Linked DNA regions of Mus musculus: region 2 is linked to region 1. Evidence: chromatin contacts called from public promoter capture Hi-C data. All regions are on one chromosome and are shown on one strand. Each heading gives the region's core, a stretch centred on a gene start, on an enhancer-like site or on the middle of the called end of the contact. The rest is flanking DNA. Distances are from core to core; before and after follow the strand shown. Region 1 overlaps Gm8439 (predicted gene 8439). Region 2 overlaps Nfyc (nuclear transcription factor-Y gamma).

What was found. Capture Hi-C pulls out chosen DNA fragments and counts their contacts.
Region 2: a contact with region 1 is called in a promoter capture Hi-C map of pancreatic islet. The contact joins two enhancer-like sites. A contact is called at or near these places in 24 of 39 promoter capture datasets (the 3T3-L1 cell line, the C10 cell line, the HPC-7 cell line and 15 more), 1 of 15 datasets of contacts at CTCF or cohesin (the G1E-ER4 cell line), 114 of 484 Hi-C or Micro-C datasets (the 3T3-L1 cell line, 3T3-L1-derived adipocytes, the AML12 cell line and 70 more), 8 of 115 datasets of contacts at active chromatin or transcription factors (bone marrow-derived dendritic cells, cardiomyocytes, embryonic basal ganglia and 3 more) and 4 of 9 other capture datasets (adipose tissue, embryonic stem cells, liver and 1 more).

The regions. Positions count from the first base shown.
Region 1 is chr4:120,603,970-120,609,224 of GRCm38.p6, reverse strand. All of the region lies in intron 2 of Gm8439 (predicted gene 8439), which reads right to left. Among named protein-coding and RNA genes, the nearest start is that of Gm8439, 18 kb to the right of the region's middle. Within about 2 kb of position 2,119, at least 10 of the 459 cell types and tissues checked have an H3K27ac peak or open chromatin away from gene starts, as enhancers often do. A contact at or near this core is called in pancreatic islet, where this site is marked.
Region 2 is chr4:120,763,101-120,768,355 of GRCm38.p6, reverse strand. Nfyc (nuclear transcription factor-Y gamma) reads left to right here. Exons shown (of 10, transcript NM_008692.4): 7 at 2,984-3,142. Among named protein-coding and RNA genes, the nearest start is that of Mir30c-1, 3.9 kb to the left of the region's middle. Within about 2 kb of position 2,420, at least 5 of the 459 cell types and tissues checked have an H3K27ac peak or open chromatin away from gene starts, as enhancers often do. A contact at or near this core is called in pancreatic islet, where this site is marked.

The DNA of each region.
Region 1 (5,255 bases), core at 870-3,369:
AGTTCCGGACAGCCAGGGCTACACAGAGAAACCCTGTCTCAAAAAAACAGAAAGAAAGAAAAAAAAAAGACTCTGTCTCACACAAACAACACACACACAAGAACACCACTAACCACCACCACCACCACCACCAGGTGCACACCTTTCATCTCAGCACTTGGAAGGCAAAGGAAAGCAGAGCTCTGTGAGTTCAAAGCCAACCTGATCTACATAGTGAGTTCCAGGCCAGCCAGGGTCACATAGGGAGTCTCTGTTCTGAAAAAACAAACGAAAGCATACTCCAAACAAAGCAAACCTTAGGGAGACCTTACTTAGGGGAACTTTAATATGCTGCTCTCTCCAGGCCTGGCTCACCCTCATGTCACACTGACCCCCAATTCTATCATGATTTCCCTGTAATCTGACACTGGCAGCTCTCAGAGGTTCCCAGAAATGGGATGTCTGTGTTTGCATTTTCTCCCACTAGTCTGTCCCTGCATACTGAGCTCCTGGAGGCTGCCTCCTCACCAGCTTCCCAGCCATTATCTCTGCCTTCTTCCTCTTGTTATCTACGGAACAGATAGCATGACTGATAGTTATAAAAAAAAAATTCATAACAAGTGACCAAAGGCAATCTGAAAAGGGACCCGCATCAGTCACTGTCCTGTTGCTGGGGCCAAACACCACGACCAGAGCAACTTAGAGAAGAGAGTTTATTTTAGCTTACAGTGTGTGATGGCTAAGAGTCCACCATGGTAGGGAAGTGTAGCAGCAAGAGAGGCACTGACATGGAGGCTAGAGGGGGAAGCTGGAAGATCACATCTTTTGCTTCAGACATGAAACAGAGAGCAAGCACACAAACTGGACGTGAGACACAGCTGTAAACCCTCATCCTCGGTGATATACTTCCTCCAGCAAGGCTGCACCTCCTAAACTTCTGCAAGTAGTGCACCAGCCTCGGATGAAGCTCTCTAATGCCTGAGTCTACGGGCTAGGTGTTGCTTTTTCTTCAGACCATCACAATCCCTCTTTGATCCCAACTATTGGTTATTCCAGAAAAAGCAAAAAATGATGGTGCCAGTTAAAGGGTCAGCAGTTGCCATGGAGCTCAAGGAGAAATGATAGAACACAGGAAGTCTGGAGCGCAGTGAAACTTCCTGTCTCGAAGTGTGGCTTGGGAGACCCATGTCCTACAGGCGCAGAACCCATGTACGGCACAAACTATGGGCTGCAGTCAATTAGATCCTGCTGGGAGTAATGTGCCACACCAGTGCAAGGCACTGAAATAGGATGTGTGTGTGTGTGTGTGTGTGTGTGTGTGTGTGTGTGTGTCTGGTGTATCTGGTGTGTCTGTGTGCCTATGTGTGTGTAAAAGTCAAAGATAATGATAGGTGATAGAAAGGTAGATAGATAGGTAGACAAATAATAGATAGATGATAGACAGACAAACAAATATGAGAGTACATTTGTAAGAGAAAGTGGATGGTTTGGTGTGAAAGGCAACTCTGTATTTCACATCAAATTTTTCCACAAACATAAAACTTCCCTGGAAATGGAGTCTAATGCATGCCAGCTCACATTTCTCTGGAAACCCTCCCTGCTTGCCACTGCACCCATTGCTCAGGGAGTCTCCGTGTGACGACTGCACGCTGGCTCCACACTGGGAATCCTTCGGATCCTACTTTGTTCTTCAAGCCTTCATAACTGCTGATTCTGCCAGGGCACTTCCTTCAGGTAGCTGGCAGAAGGACACCCCTGACCGAGAGCTGCCCCTGCACCCCAAGCCTCCCCTTGCTGTGCAATCCTAGCTCCGTGTCACTTAAATAGACACTGTGTGTGTTTGTATGTATGCAGGTAGGGGTGTGTGTGTGTGTGTGTGTGTGTGTGTGTGTGTGTGTGTGTAAGCATGGAGGTCAGAGGTTGTTGTCCCCATGCTGCTTCCCCTCCCTTATCGGCATGACCTCAGACAAGCATGGAGAGAAACAGACTTCTCAGGAGGCAGGCTTCATTGAGCAGCTCATTTAATTGTGAGGAACAAAGGCGATTAAAGCCTTTGAGGAGTGGGTAGAGGCTATGGGGTAAGTGTACACCATTGGTCCAGGCCTGGGTGCTGGGGATGTCTCATTTGCATAAGAACTCTGTGTGCTGCTGGGGAAAGGAAGTTTACCTGGCCAGCAGCACTGTAACCTCCTCTCGAGGGGTAAAGGTAAGGGCATGGGTGAGCTGGTACAAGCAGGTCCAGGGCAGAGAGGGAGGGAGGGAGGGAGGGAGGGAGGGAGGGAGGGAGGGAGGGAGGGAGGGAGGGAGGGAGGCAGGGAGGCAGGGAGGCAGGGAGGCAGGGAGGCAGGGAGGCAGGGAGGCAGGGAGGCAGGGAGGCAGGGAGGGAGGAGTCTTACTCCTGTCAGTTTCAGGAGATTTCCAGGGATTTGGACATACCTCAACCCCACTCTTGCTCCAAGCCTGCTACCCTGGCCGCACAAAAGGTCAACCTTGGGTGTCACCCCACCCCCTGCTTTTATGAACAAGGCCCCTTGTTGGCCTGGAGCTTGTTATGTATGCAGAGCTGGACACCCAGCACACTTCAGGATCTGCCTCCACCTCCCTAGTGGTGGGATTACAAGGGAACACCACTATACCCAGGCTTGTACTCTACAGCATGGTGTCTGGAATTGAACTCGGGTCCTCATGCTTGTGTAGCAAGCATTTTCCAACTGAGCCTCTCCCCAGCCTTCCATACACACATTTGGAAAGTGTAAGGGGAGTGAGAGGTGATGGATGCATGAGTTTGTTGGAACTCTCCAGGCCAGGCCTCGGCAGGAGCCCCGGGAAACTGCTTATTGGGAACTCTGGCTCTCATGGTCTCCCACACAGAGTTTATGTGGTACTTGCTGTAGAAGATGAAGGAGCAGCTGAGTGTGTGGGCCCTGGGTACACATCCCAGCTCTGGTGACTTACACAGCTTTGTATGTGACTCTCAGAAAGGTTTCTGGGGGATATTTTATATTCAGTCAATGCTGGTCCTCATCATGACCCCACACAACAGTACTCTCCTCTTTATTCATGGTTTCTTTTGCCATTTTTGGTTTTGAGACAGGGTCTCACGCTGTAGCCCAGGCTGGCTTAGAACTCACTATGTAGCTCAGGCATGTCTTAAACGTGCAATAATCCTCCTGTGTTTACCTCTCCAGGGCTGAGATTACAGATATGTGCCATCCCACCTGAATTTATGTAGTGCTGGGGATTGAACCCAGGGCCTTGTGTGTGCTAGTCAGGGATTCTCCAAGCAGAGCCACATCTCAGCCAGATGGAGCAGGAGGAACAAGAGCTGCCATCTTGATACATGTGATACTGAGACTCAGACCCGGGAGGTGACCTGCTTGCTCAGTTTACCCAGCAGAAGGTGACAGAGATGACTGGAACTCTGAATGAGTGTCCATTCACACAAAGGGGACAGAGTGGGACAGAAAGGTACAGGTAGTCCGAAGCCCACCCTCCTCCCCCACCATGGTGGCTCTAGTTTTAGTCTCCTGGGGATATGTTGTTGGGAGGAGCCCATACTGCTCACTGATGGCCTCTTGTTCTCTCTGGAAGCTCTCAGGGGACAGCACCAAGAGCTCCCTGGGCTCTTTAGCCAGATCTAATAATTGGCTGCCACTTGCAAGGAGGAGAGGAGCCATCAGCTTTTATGAGTCTCCGGTCTCCCCGCTTTGGTGTAGGGGAAACCATATGGGCATTGTAGAGCACTTGTATTAGTCAGTCTCTGAAGGAGCAGAGATGATAGGATGGATGTTACTAAAAAGGAATTTATTAGGTGGGCTTACCGGATGCAGTGAAACTAGACTATACAGCAGCAGGATGGGTGGACTTGCAGGCAAAAGCGAAAGCAAGCAGGAAAAAAGCAACGTTTCTTCCTTGCATACCCTTTCACCTAGGCTGCCACCAGATACTGCCTCCTACAGTTAGTATGGCCCTTCCTGCTTCAAATAATCTGACCAAGAGACACCTCCCAGGAGTGTCCAGCAGACTGTGTTTTAGTTGATTCCAGATTCAATCGAGTTGACAACCAAGATTATCCCTGAAGGGTGTGTGTGTGTGTGTGTGTGTGTGTGTGTGTGTGTGTGTGTGTGCGTGCGTGCGTGCGCGCAGGCTCAGCCCTGTCACTACCTTGCTTCAGGTTCCTTCAGCCTTCCAGCTGCTCTCTAGGAGAGCCCTGGGACTCCTCAGTCACAGAGACTCTCCTCTGCTCCAAGCCCTTGGCCCATCCACTTTCCCCTTTATGACAAATGTGCTGTTGGGTTAATAAGCCTTGTCGGAAACGAGGCTCATAAATCCCTGTCTTGGGACCTGAGACACCACATCATGCCAAGGCTCCAAGGAACTATCCAGGAAAACAGCCTCGTTAGCCTTTTCAAGCCAGGATTTCACCAATGGCTGTGACCATGCAGCCTGATTCTCAGACCCAGCCGGCCTGCAGCACCCGCTCTCGTCCTGGTCCTGGTCCTTCCCAGTTCCCGGCCCTGCTCCATGCACAGGCCCTTTCCTCGTGGCCTGGGCTTCCTCACCGTACAAGTCTCAGAGGGCAGACTCCAGGCTCCCTCAGTGGTGCTCATGTGCCCAGTCAGTCCCAGCACCGTGGGCAACCTGCCTGCCCTGAACCCTCTTCAGCTCCTTCTCTTCTTGGACTACATCAAAGAGCACGTACCCTAAGAGCCTTTCTCTGTGGTGCTGGAGAGATGGCTCAGCAGTTAGGAGACCTAATTGCTCTTCCAGAGGACCCAGGTTCAATTCTCAGCACCCACATGGCAGATCAAAACTGTAACTCCAAGATCCCATATCCTCACCCAGACATACATACAGGCAAAACACCAGTACTGAGAAAACAATACCCTTTTCTGCATCCCCAGATTTCCTTTGAGAGAAATCATGGTGGTGGAGGGCAGGACCCAACTCTCTTCCCACTCTCTGAAAGCACTGGCTGCTCACAAGGAGACAGATTCATGAGTCCAGTCCATGCCAAGCCCCTGCCTATCCAGAGCCACTGTCATGGTCTTGTGTTGAGAGATAGGGGCTGTCTTAGTCAGGCTTTCTATTCCTGCACAAACATCATGACCAAGAAGCAAGTTGGGGAGGAAAGGGTTTATTCAGCTTACACTTCTATACTGCTGTTCATCACCAAAGAAGTCAGGACTGGAACTCAAGCAGGTCAGAAAGCAGGAGCTGATGCAGAGGCCATGGAGGGATGTTCATTACTGACTTGCTTCTCCTGGCTTGCTCAG
Region 2 (5,255 bases), core at 1,171-3,670, 160 kb before region 1:
ATTTGTTGTTAAAGGGAGAGCAGTACTATTGCTAGCTTGCATACCTCTCCTTTCTGGCAGGTCTCTGTCCTACTGTATTTGTGTCAGGTGACCTTTTCCTTTGACAATAGTAATCAGAGGATTTTTTTTTCTCCCCCATAGTACTGTTGAGAGCAGTACCATCCGTTGGGAGTCATGAGAGGCTGCAGAGGACTCAGTACTGTGAGCTCTGAATCCCAATTCTGTCAGTCATTACTTTATTTATTCATCAGTGAGCATCCTCTGTGAGTAAAGTCTTATGCTAGGTATTGGGGACATAAGCATGGATAAAAAAATCCTGATTTTCAAGGAATTCACAGTAGTCTTAGTTGGGAATACAAATATTTTTAAAGGTTATATCATCACGTGGGATGAGTAAAACTAAGTCAGCCTTAGAATTATATACAGAGTGTTATCAAAAGAGTATCTGACAAAGATATGAGAAATTGGTGGGAGAAAAGGTGGTTAGAGGCTCCTGAAAAGAATAATGTAACTTTTAGAGGGATCACTGGAAGTGTTAATACTTTGGGAAAGCATGGTGTTGCTACTCAAAAGCTCCAGCACAGCCAGCCGCTTAGAAATGAGAAATAGCTGGGCATGGTGGCATACGTGTATAATTCCAGCACACTGGAAGGGGGATGGGGGGAGAATCAAGAGTTTGAGACAAGACTCAGCTGTATGAAATTCTGTTTCAAAACAAGCAAGTAGAGCAAGCAGACAGAAAAGTGAGAAACGGCAAAGGAAATGATGTGAATTTAATTAGTATGAGAGCTATCTAGGCAAGTCTAGGAAACATATCCTAGAGAGTCTTGTATATTTCTAGTGAAGAACTAAGTTTGTTTGGGGTGGGATGGATTTAATTTTTTTTTTTGACTTTAGGATTTATTTCTTGTTCATTTACTCATAAAATAGAAGTATATTGAGTACTCTCTCTGTCGGACACTACTAGGCAAACAAGGTTCAAAACTGATTATGGCCCAGTCCTTGTCTCAGGATTCACTGCACCCTAATGCCCTGTGCCTCTGCAGTGAGAAATCTTTACCTGCCAAAGGCTTTGTCCCTTTACTGAGTGAACTTAAAGAGAGGCTGCCAAGGACTGGCCCTGATTGACTGATTGACCCAAGAAGTCCATGGCTGTTGGGCTTACAGCAGGGCACACTATGGGTGATTTAGCAGCTTCCATGCTAATACAAGTCCTCATTTTCTTGAAACAATTTAGAATACCTTGGAAATACTCTCAAAAATTGGGTTGGTGGAGTACAGTGATGGGTTGGCAGCATGCTTGGTTTTGGTCAGCAAAGATTTCATCTGTCTTCCTTGCCAGCTGAGACCTGCTGGGCTTGGAGCTGAGAAAGCTTGTGAGGTTGATGAAGTTGTATTGCTGTCCTGCTTTAGGTTTAGGGTAGCCAGGGGCTAGGTCACACCTCCCTAGACCCATAGTGAGTGAGTAGTGAAGGTTGTTTCATTTTAAGTGCAGGTATCTTTCCTAAGGTAGGATATACATTATAATAAAGTTGGAAGGAAGTGTGCTGAAGTGAATTCTGTGTTTTTTGTTTTTTGTTGGGAACTCCCTTCTGGAGGTCAGGAATAGATGTAGCATCATGCTACACAGGTGGAAGAGATTATTTATTTGCTGTTGTCCAACCTACCAAGGAGACTTATACTGAGAATGCTGTCTCTCCTCTTCCAGTCATTCTTTCCTACTGAGTAATCTCTTAAATCTCTTCTCTAGTTTCTATGACACACACACACACACACACACACACACACCCTTCCCCCACCCTAGTTTTAGTTACCAAGTTACTACATCTGGGGCACCTGTGCAATCAAGAATTAACATTAGAACAGCAACATCATTTGAAGTCTATGATACTTTGAGACTCTCCCTATCATCTGGTTGTCAGGGTTGTTAGCTCAGAGCAGGGAAGATCATGTCTGATGTGGGATGAGACTACAGGTACAGGTACTCCACCAATCTCCCATCATTCCCATTTTTAGACAGGTCAGATACACTGCGTTCATTTCTCTGTAAAAGTCACATCTAAGAAGCTGGGCAGTGTTGGCGAATACCTTTCATCCCAGAGCTTGGGAGGCAGAGGCAGGTAGATCTGTTATGAGTTTGAGATCAGCCTGGTCTACAAAGTGAGTTCCAGGATATCGAAAGCTACACAGGAAACCCTGTCTCTAAAAACCTTTTAAACAAAGCTACATTAGGGGCTAAGGTCTTGGGATTTAGAGTCTGCTTCATAGTGATAAAGCTGCTAAGTACAAGTCATGAACATAAGGCACAAATGTCTTAAATCTGGACTCTTCATTCTTGACTATTCAAGCTATTGCGTTGCTGGGTGCTGCTGAATGAGGGTAGGCTTTGTTGAGTTGTCAGCATCTGATGTTTTCACCCCTGTGGGGAGCTCTGCTATAATCTGTAGCAACTGTCTGGCTAAGCTGGGCCAGGTTCACTCTGCTGCTTGAGTGGATGAGAGCCCACATGCGCTAGGCCTAGCCTGAGAGATGAGCCTTTGTGCTTTGTTTGCCTTTCATTGTTTTTCATGCCTACAATACAGTCTAGGACCCTAAATATAGTGCATTCACATAGGCTCCACTTCATGTTTCCTGGTGTCCTCTAGATTCGCCTTCCCCTAATTTGACATGGGTCTGTTTCTGTCAGTTGTCATGATTGCTTTGATTTTTTTTTTTTCTTCCCTATTTTATATGCACTCTGCCATCACAGAAGGACTATGGAGTTGCAACATTTAAGCTTAGATATTCTGCACTGTGAACCTAAAACTTGGTTTGGCTTTCTTGTTTCTTTTTCAGACTTAACTCTAGCTGTGTTGTACAACCATTGGGCTGCATGTTAAGAGGGTGACAAATTTAGGCAGTAATGGAGTGTGTGAGCTTCCAGTTTACTACTGCAGGCTCCCAGCCAGAGCTCAAACAGCTTTCTCTTGGCTCTTCCTTCTAGACCACACCCGTGACCATGCAGGTTGGAGAAGGTCAGCAGGTGCAGATTGTACAGGCCCAACCTCAGGGTCAGGCCCAGCAGACCCAGAGTGGCACTGGACAGACCATGCAGGTGATGCAGCAGATCATTACCAACACAGGAGAGATCCAGCAGATCCCGGTAAGCCTGTCTTCACTGTCCCCAGCCGGATGGGTTTCTTCAGTTCATGGTGTCAGTATTCCCATTACACACCCAGCTTTATTCGCTGTTTCCTTTCTACTCTGCTTCAGTCCAGGTTCTGCCTTACTTGTGCTGGAGCTCCCCTCTGTTCCCCTCCTGCACCTACTCAGAGAAACGGTGCTAGCTGTAGCTCTTGCCTATTACCACCACCACCACCTCTGCTACTGCATTTATTTGTTTGTGCATGAGTAGGTTTGCTTTTTTGTATGTGTATAGAAATCAGTACAACATTATGTAATGAGATTTTCCAAGGCACTTTCATCTATACAAGTGGTTTAATGTCAGCTAAAAGCTTCAGTATATATTTTGTCAGGGAATTTGAGTACCACAACTTTTTCTACCACATGGGTCCTGGAGACTGAACTCAGGTCATCAGGCTTGGCAACAGGTGACATTTCATCACCCCCAGACCTATCTTTTGATTAGAAGAGAATAAGAGGGGTATGTAAGGATGGCCATAAATAACACTTGTTACATATTCTTTAGTTGGTTCCCAGAGGAGCAAAGTATATTTTTGGCTTCCATTTAACTTACTCATTCCTTTACTTAAAAAGCCCCTGTTCTTTTAGTTATCACAACAGCAACTCTAGGCATGCAAGAAGCAACAAGTGATCAAAATGAGGAGTAGAGCAGTCCTTCATGAAATGTAGGCTGATAGGAATCCACTTGAACTTGCTTTGCCACTTTTCTGGAACAAAGCCCAAAGAACACCCTTTGTCTCATACAAAACATACGAGTAGTTCCAGGTATTTGGGTTTTACATTTTGTCACTATTTTAGCCACCAATTCTAAGACATTCCTTTTAAATGGTTCTCTTTTTGTATGTGTTGTTGTTTGTTTGTTTTCAAAGACAGAGTTTCTCTGTATAGCTCTGGCTATCCTGGAACTCTCTGTAGACCAAGCTGGCCTCAAAGATCCACCTGTCTCTGCTTTCTGATAGCTGGAAATAAAGGCGTGTGCCACCATAGTCTGACTTATGTGGTTTGTATGAACCAAAGTAAGATCATTTAAGCCTGAGCTCCCCCATCTTGGAGTAGTAATTTTATCCCTCTGAGAAACAAAGTATTGGTCAGAAAATGTGTTACAAAATTCAGCACTTCATCTTCACTGCTCTCAGGACATCTTCTCAAAAGCTGGCATTTCCAGACTCTTGAGGCTGCTCAGCATTGTCTATAATAGTGGTGACCTAGAACACAGACCCTTTAATTCCCTCATAAAAGCTAGAGAAGAGGCTTGTTTGTTGAGGAACTTGGGCAACAGACCCATGAGGAACAGTAGACCCACTATGTCTTGAAGGACTGAGGCACTGGGCAACTCTAGGTCTCTCAAGCCTAAGAGCAAAGCTGCTCACCTGTTTCAGAGTAGAGCCACTTGGCAACCCTAGGAGCTGCTACAGGTGTCATCTCTGTGATTGTTAGGAGCCTTACCTAAACTTGGGATAAGACTTTAGTTTTTCACCCTAGGATTCTTGCCTGGCCTTCCAGATTCCCAAACCACTTTCATCCACAGAAATGACTTGATAGCAACAGGAAATTGCAGTACAGATTTGGAAAGGAATTCAGGCACAACTTGCCAGTAGCTGTATGTATTTCCATTGAACCAGATGTTTAACAGGTTTAAATTCTGTGTCTCCTCTATCTTGCCTCAAGCCAATAGTTGTTCACCAAGAATATAAGTTATGGGGCTGGAGAGATGGCTCAGCGGTTAAGAGCACTAACTGCTCTTTCAGAGATCCTGAGTTCAATTCCCAGCAAGCACTTGGTGGGAGGACTGTAATGGAATTCCATCTGTAATGGAATCCGCTGCCCTCTTCTGGTGTGTCTGAAGACAGCACATGCATAAATAAATCTTTTTTAAAAGAAGAGGAGGAGGAGAAGGAAGGAAGAAGAAAAGAAGGAAGAAGAAGAAAAGAAAGAAGAAAAGAGGAGAAGAATAATGGCTTATGGGCTAGGGATACAGCACTGTCAGTAGAGTGCTTGCCTAGCATGCAAAAAGCCCTTAGTTTGATCCCTGTCACTGTATAAACTGTATGCTTGTAATCCCAGCACTTGGG